2 separate regions of the Anas platyrhynchos genome follow, and region 1 is linked to region 2. The links are chromatin contacts, called in public Hi-C maps. All regions are on one chromosome and are shown on one strand. The core of a region is the stretch at or near the end of the contact, and the rest is flanking DNA. Distances in the headings are between cores, read along the strand shown. Region 1 holds the start of NPLOC4 (NPL4 homolog, ubiquitin recognition factor). Region 2 holds the start of CHMP6 (charged multivesicular body protein 6).

The links. A called contact is a pair of places that touch in the nucleus more often than the background predicts.
Region 1: a contact with region 2 is called in a Hi-C map of liver, with 3 times the contacts expected there. The contact joins the promoter of NPLOC4 here to the promoter of CHMP6 in region 2. A contact is called at or near these places in 3 of 8 Hi-C or Micro-C datasets (liver, skeletal muscle and subcutaneous adipose tissue).

What each region holds. Positions count from the first base shown.
Region 1 is chr19:1,359,475-1,362,179 of IASCAAS_PekinDuck_T2T, reverse strand. NPLOC4 (NPL4 homolog, ubiquitin recognition factor) reads left to right here and starts at 1,416. Exons shown (of 17, transcript XM_038165401.2): 1 at 1,416-1,587. The coding sequence starts at 1,573. It overlaps TSPAN10 (tetraspanin 10), which reads right to left and starts at 1,176. Exons shown (of 3, transcript XM_027471401.3): 1 at 816-1,176; 2 at 1-446. The coding sequence starts at 902.
Region 2 is chr19:1,139,788-1,142,487 of IASCAAS_PekinDuck_T2T, reverse strand. It overlaps CHMP6 (charged multivesicular body protein 6), which reads right to left and starts at 1,401. Exons shown (of 8, transcript XM_038165497.2): 1 at 1,241-1,401; 2 at 1,015-1,124; 3 at 450-537. The coding sequence starts at 1,303. It overlaps RPTOR (regulatory associated protein of MTOR complex 1), which reads right to left. Exons shown (of 35, transcript XM_072025751.1): 35 at 2,695-2,700.

The DNA.
Region 1 (2,705 bases), core at 167-2,666, 220 kb before region 2:
GCCGCCAGCAGCAGCAGCCCCCCCAGCACCTCCAACCCCACAAAAGCCAGCACGGCCCCCACAAAAAAGCGCAGGAGGCAGGCGCTGGAGCGCAGGGCCCCCAGGCAGCCGGCCAGGGACACGGCGCTGGCCCCCAGCCCCACCAGCACGAAGAGCAGCATGGGGTCAGAGCCCAGCAGGGCCAGGCGCTCGTCTTGTAGGGACCCCTTGGCCAGCAGCCCCCAAACCCCCACTCCTAGGGCCAGGAGGCCCAGCAGGAGGAAGAGGAGGTTCCAGAGGAAGGCCAGGTACCGCACGCAGTGGCTGAAGGCGCCCGGTTTTTGGGGGACGGGGTGCCACTCCTCGGGGTGCTGCTCGGCCACAGAAAGGTGCACGTCCCCCAGCTGCAAGCCTTCATCATCGTCATCATCATCAGAGGGGTAGGGCAGCTCCACCAGCCTGGCTGCCTGCGTGGGACAAAGACACATCCCCCGTGGTGGCTGTAGGGCCTGCAGACCCCCAGAAACACCCCCATAATGGCCCCCACATTCCCTACGCACACCAGCACAAGGCAGCTGGGGGTTCCCAAAGCCCACACCCCATAACCCCAATGGGGTGTGGGTGAGGTGGGAATAGGGCACTCTACATCCACCCCACAAGGGAGCCCTGCCAGAGACCCTGCCCCTCACAGAGACCCCCAGCTCATCCCTATGGGGACCCCAGGGGATGCAGGCACCCATAGGTGCCCAGGAAGCACCCAGCCCCCCCCCCAGGCCCAGGACACGGAGCCACCCCAAGGACCCCACAGAGGCCAGGACGGGGGTCCCGGGGGTTACCTGGGGCAGCAGCCGGCTGCTCTCCCCGCTGCCCCCGGCCCTGTGGGGGCTGAGGAGCCGGGACAGCCGTTCCCTGAGCGGCGCCATCCTGCTCCCCGGGGCTGCTGCAGTCACACTCCCATCATGTGAGAGGCTGCGGCCGGGCCTTAAATAGGGCCGCAGCTCCCAGCACCGCAGCTGGGCCCACTCAGCCCCCCCCTGCAGCCCCCACAGTGGTGGGTGGTGAAGGTTTGGCAGGGTGGGTCCAGGACCGCCATTAGAGGGGCAGCGGGGGCGAGCAGGGGACGAGGATCCGCACCCAATCTGAGCCCACCCCGTGGTTTTCTGACCCCTTGGGGATTCCCCCAACGTGTGGGGGAAAGCAAGAGGAAAGAGGAAGAGGAGGATGAGGATGAGGAGGAAGATTAGGAACGGGGGACTGTTTGTATCCGGAACGAAAAAATAGGCGATGTGGTTGAGGGGGGCGGGTTAGGCGGTTGCACCGCGCCTCCATGGGGGAACGCTGTGGCGGCGGACCGCCCCGCCTAGGAACCTTTGTGCGGCGGAACGCGGGGGCCGGGGGTTGGGACCCACCCGGAGGCCTGAGGGGAGCGGGCAGCGGCGGCGGCGGGGCCGGGACCGGGCCCTGGGGGCGGCGGCGGCGGCGGCGGCGGGAGCGGAGCGGGGGGGGGGAGGGGAACGGAACCGGCCTGGGCCTCAAGGAACGGCGCGGGGGGGGGCCGGGGGCAGCGCTGAGAGGGCCCCGGAGGGCGGCGAGATGGCGGAGACGATCGTGAGTGGGGCCCGGCGGCGGGGGAGGGGCGATGAGGCAGCAGAAACCGGGGGGGGGCGGCGGGGAAGGCCCCGGGGGTGGGGGGGGGGGGTTGGGGGGGGTAAGGGGAGGCCCCCCCCGAGCCCCGGGGCCTTCCTCTGCCCCCTGGCAGCCCCCTCAGGGGGGTCCTGCCCGGTCCCGGGGGGGCAGCGTTGACGTTCGCTGCTTTTTACCGCCTCCTGTGCCCGGTTTTTGTTTATATTTTTATATTTCGCCCACCAAAATTGTCGTTTTTGCCTCGTCTCTGGCTTTAAACTTCAAGCAGGGAGCGTGAGGGCAGCGGTGTTTACGCTCGCTGCCTCCCCGTCCCTTTTTACCACCTCCTGTGCCCGGTTTTTCTTTATATTTTTATATTTCGCCACACCAAAATTGCCGGTTTTCCCCCATTTCTGACTTAAGGCTGCAGCAGGGAACGTGAGGACACCGGTGTTTACATTCGCTGCTTCCCCAGCCCTTTTTACCACCTTCTATGCCTAGGTTTTGTGTATATTTTTATATTTTAGCCCTCAAACTTGCCATTTTCCCCCCATTTCTGACTTTAAGGCTGCAGCAGGGAACATGAGGACACCAGCGTTTACATTCGCTGCTTCCCCAGCCCTTTATTACCACATCCATGCCCAATTTTTGTGTATATTTTTATTTTTTACCCCCCAAAGTTGCCATTTTTCCCCACTTCCGACTTAACGCTTCATCAAAAGCAACGCAGAACGTTTCCTGGCTTCGTGTCTCTTCATTATAAACCAACGCAGGATGTTCCTCTCTGCGTCCCCTCATTAGCCATGCAATTTGCACGCCACTAACGAGGGTTGGAGCCCGTCGGCACCGGTCCGGCCGGTGGTTGTGGCGCTGGATGCGTCCCTCCCGGAGCAGCTCTGATCCACCCTTGTCCTAAAAGTTTGGTTCCACGTCCGAGAGCAGAGCTGTGACAAAACAAAAAGCAGCCTTAGCATTTTATTTTCCCTGCCAGCTTCTCGCAGGGCCTCGTCCATTAGGGTAATTAATCCTTGGGCGTGTAATGCCATGCAGGAGGGAATTACTGCCTGGTGTGGTTGTGCTCTGACGAGGAGCAGCGTTAAAAA
Region 2 (2,700 bases), core at 152-2,651:
AAGGAAAAAAGGGCCCCAACAGAGACTTAAATTACACCAGCAGCATGAAACATGCACAGAAAAACTTTTAACGCAGGCAGCTGCATATCCAGCAGGCCTTTTTCTGGCTCTCCAGCAGGCAACCTAAGCTGAGGCTGTAGTTTCGCTGACCGCACCAGAACAAATACTGTTCCTAAAACCAAGGTCCCAAGACAAGCCAGAGGAAGTTTCTACTACAGCTGCCTGCACTGTGCCTCAAGTTTTAGTAACTCACTACACTTGTATTTAACACGGAGCTGACAATACTGACTCAAACCAAGCTCACGCTGATTCGTTAGAGAGGAGCCGTGGCACGAGGCTGATCCCAGAGCGCTGTGCGTTGGGCACAGGGCTCTCAGGACTCTGCCCCCAGCAGGAGGTGTTGGCTGGAGGCTGTCACCCCCGCCCCAGCGGGGCCGCCCGGCGCTCACCATGCGCTCCAAGTTGCTGATCTGGTTATCCGTCCTGTCCAGGAGCTGCTCTTGGTAGCGCTTCTTCTTCAGCAAGAGCAGGGCTTTTCTGGGGGACAAGAAGAGCAGGAAAACTCAGCACAGAGGGGAGCAAAGGGGATAAGAGCGGGGCTTTTCTGGGGGACAAGAGCAGGGCAACTCAGCAGAGAAGGAAGCAGACGAGCCTAAAGAGGCCGCTTTAGGTGACGGTACTCGTTTAAACACCACTCATTTTGTGTTATTTTTCCAAAAGAGGAGAAACAAAAGTGAAAATTCAATGCGACCCCTGAGCTGTTCCCGTGAATAAGGGTGGGTCAATTAATCGAGCATAAATTGGCGACCTAGCGCCTGCGTTTGGTGGGGACGGGGGGTTTATTGTGCTGGGGGGGGGTCACCGTGCTGGGGGGGTTTCATCGTGCTGGGGGGGTCACCGTGCTGGGGGTGTCACCGTGCAGCCCCCCAGACCCAAGCTGGACCCCCAGGGGCTGGGCCCGGCTGGAGAAGCAGCCCCAAGCCCCCCCCCCATCCCCCCAGCGGCCCCACTCACTCTTTCTTGCCCTCCTTCAGCAGCTGCCGGGCCAGGGCTCGCTCCCGCTCCATGTTGAGGCTGATCCGCTTCTGGTACTGCCTCAGCTTGTCGCGCTGCTGCTTCAGCTGCTGCAGGGACACGGCGGGACGCGCCTCAGGGCCGGGCCCGGGGCAGGGGCAGCCGCCGCCGCCTCACGGGGCCTCACCGGGCCCAGCCCTCACCACCACCCCCCCCCCCCCGTTACCAGCACGGCCTTGTCCTGCTCCGTGACGCGGCTCCGCCGCTTCCTCCCGAACAGGTTCCCCATGGCCCCGGTCCCGGTCCCGGTCCCGGCCTCGGCCCGGCCCCGGGCGGCCCCGGCCCCGGCCTCCCCCTCGGCCTCCGCCCCCCGACGGCGGCCGCGCAGGGCCCGGCCCCGCGGAAGGCGAGAGAGGAAGAGGGGAGAGGGGGCCGCGGGGGGGCGGTAGCGGGGCGCGGAGGGAGCCTGAGGGGGGTGGGGGGGTGGAAGGGATTGGGGGGGGCTGGGGAGGGGGTGGAGGGGATGGGGGGGTGAGGGGGGGTCTGTAGGAAATAGGGGGTGTTGGGAGGGGGTTTAGGGGATGGGGGTCTAAGGGGGGGGTCTGTAGGGGATGGGGGGTGTTGGGGAGGGAGTATAGGGGATGGGGGTGTACGGGGGGGCTGTAGGGGATGGGGGGTGAAGGGGGGGCTGTAGGGGATGGGGGGTCTGTAGGAAATAGGGGGTGTTGGGGAGGGGCTGTAGGGGATGGGGAGATGTAGGGAATGGGGGTGTAAGGGGGGGTCTGTAGGGGATGTGGGTGTGGGGGGACTGTAGGAAATAGGGGGTGTTGGGGGCTGTAGGGGATGGGGGAGGTTATAGGGCACTGGGGTATGGGGCTTGTAGGAAATAGGGGGTGGGGGGGGGGTGTAGAGGATGGTGGGGGTATAGGGGATGGAGAGTAGAGAGGGGGGGTTATAAAAGAGGAAGGGGGTTATAAAGGGGGGGGTGTAGGGGTTGGTGGCCATAGGGGGTGGGGATATAGGGTTAGTGGCTATAGGGGATGGGGGGTTATAGGAGAAGGGGTGCCCCCTTTATGGGGGGGTTTATGGGACAAAGCATTCAGGGGGTGGTGGGGCTATAGGGATGGGGATGGGGAAGGCTGTAGGGGATGGGGCAGCATTGGGGGGCCTGTAGGGAAAGGGGGCTATGGAGCATGGGGTGTATAGGGGATGGTGGTTGTAGGGGGTGGGGGAGCAATGGGGAACGGGGTTATGTGCGATGGAGACTAAAGGGATGGGGGACTGCAGGGAATGGGGGGCTTGTGTCAGAGCCTCAGAGATCCATCAGCATGTCCCCAAGGCACCACGTCCCCACGTCCGATCCCAGGACCCTGCAATTTGGAGCCCCCCAGGGCGTGCACACCTCGGGGCCTGGTGCTGTGCCCCTCTCATGGCGCTGCCTCTGCGGTGCCAGCTGCGGTGGGTTTTGGTCGGGCTCAGAAGCAGGGACCTGGGCTTGTGGAAATCTCTTCTGCCCAGGATCTCGACGTGTAAGCGGCCTCTTTGTGTGCAAACAGCCCCAAATCACACAGTGTGCCACCTAAAAACATAACTCCGCTGTTGGACACGGCTCCCGGCCTCTCGCCCCTGTGGCACTGCCCCTCCCCACCTCCGTCCCACAAAGTGATCCTCAGACTGAAGTATTTC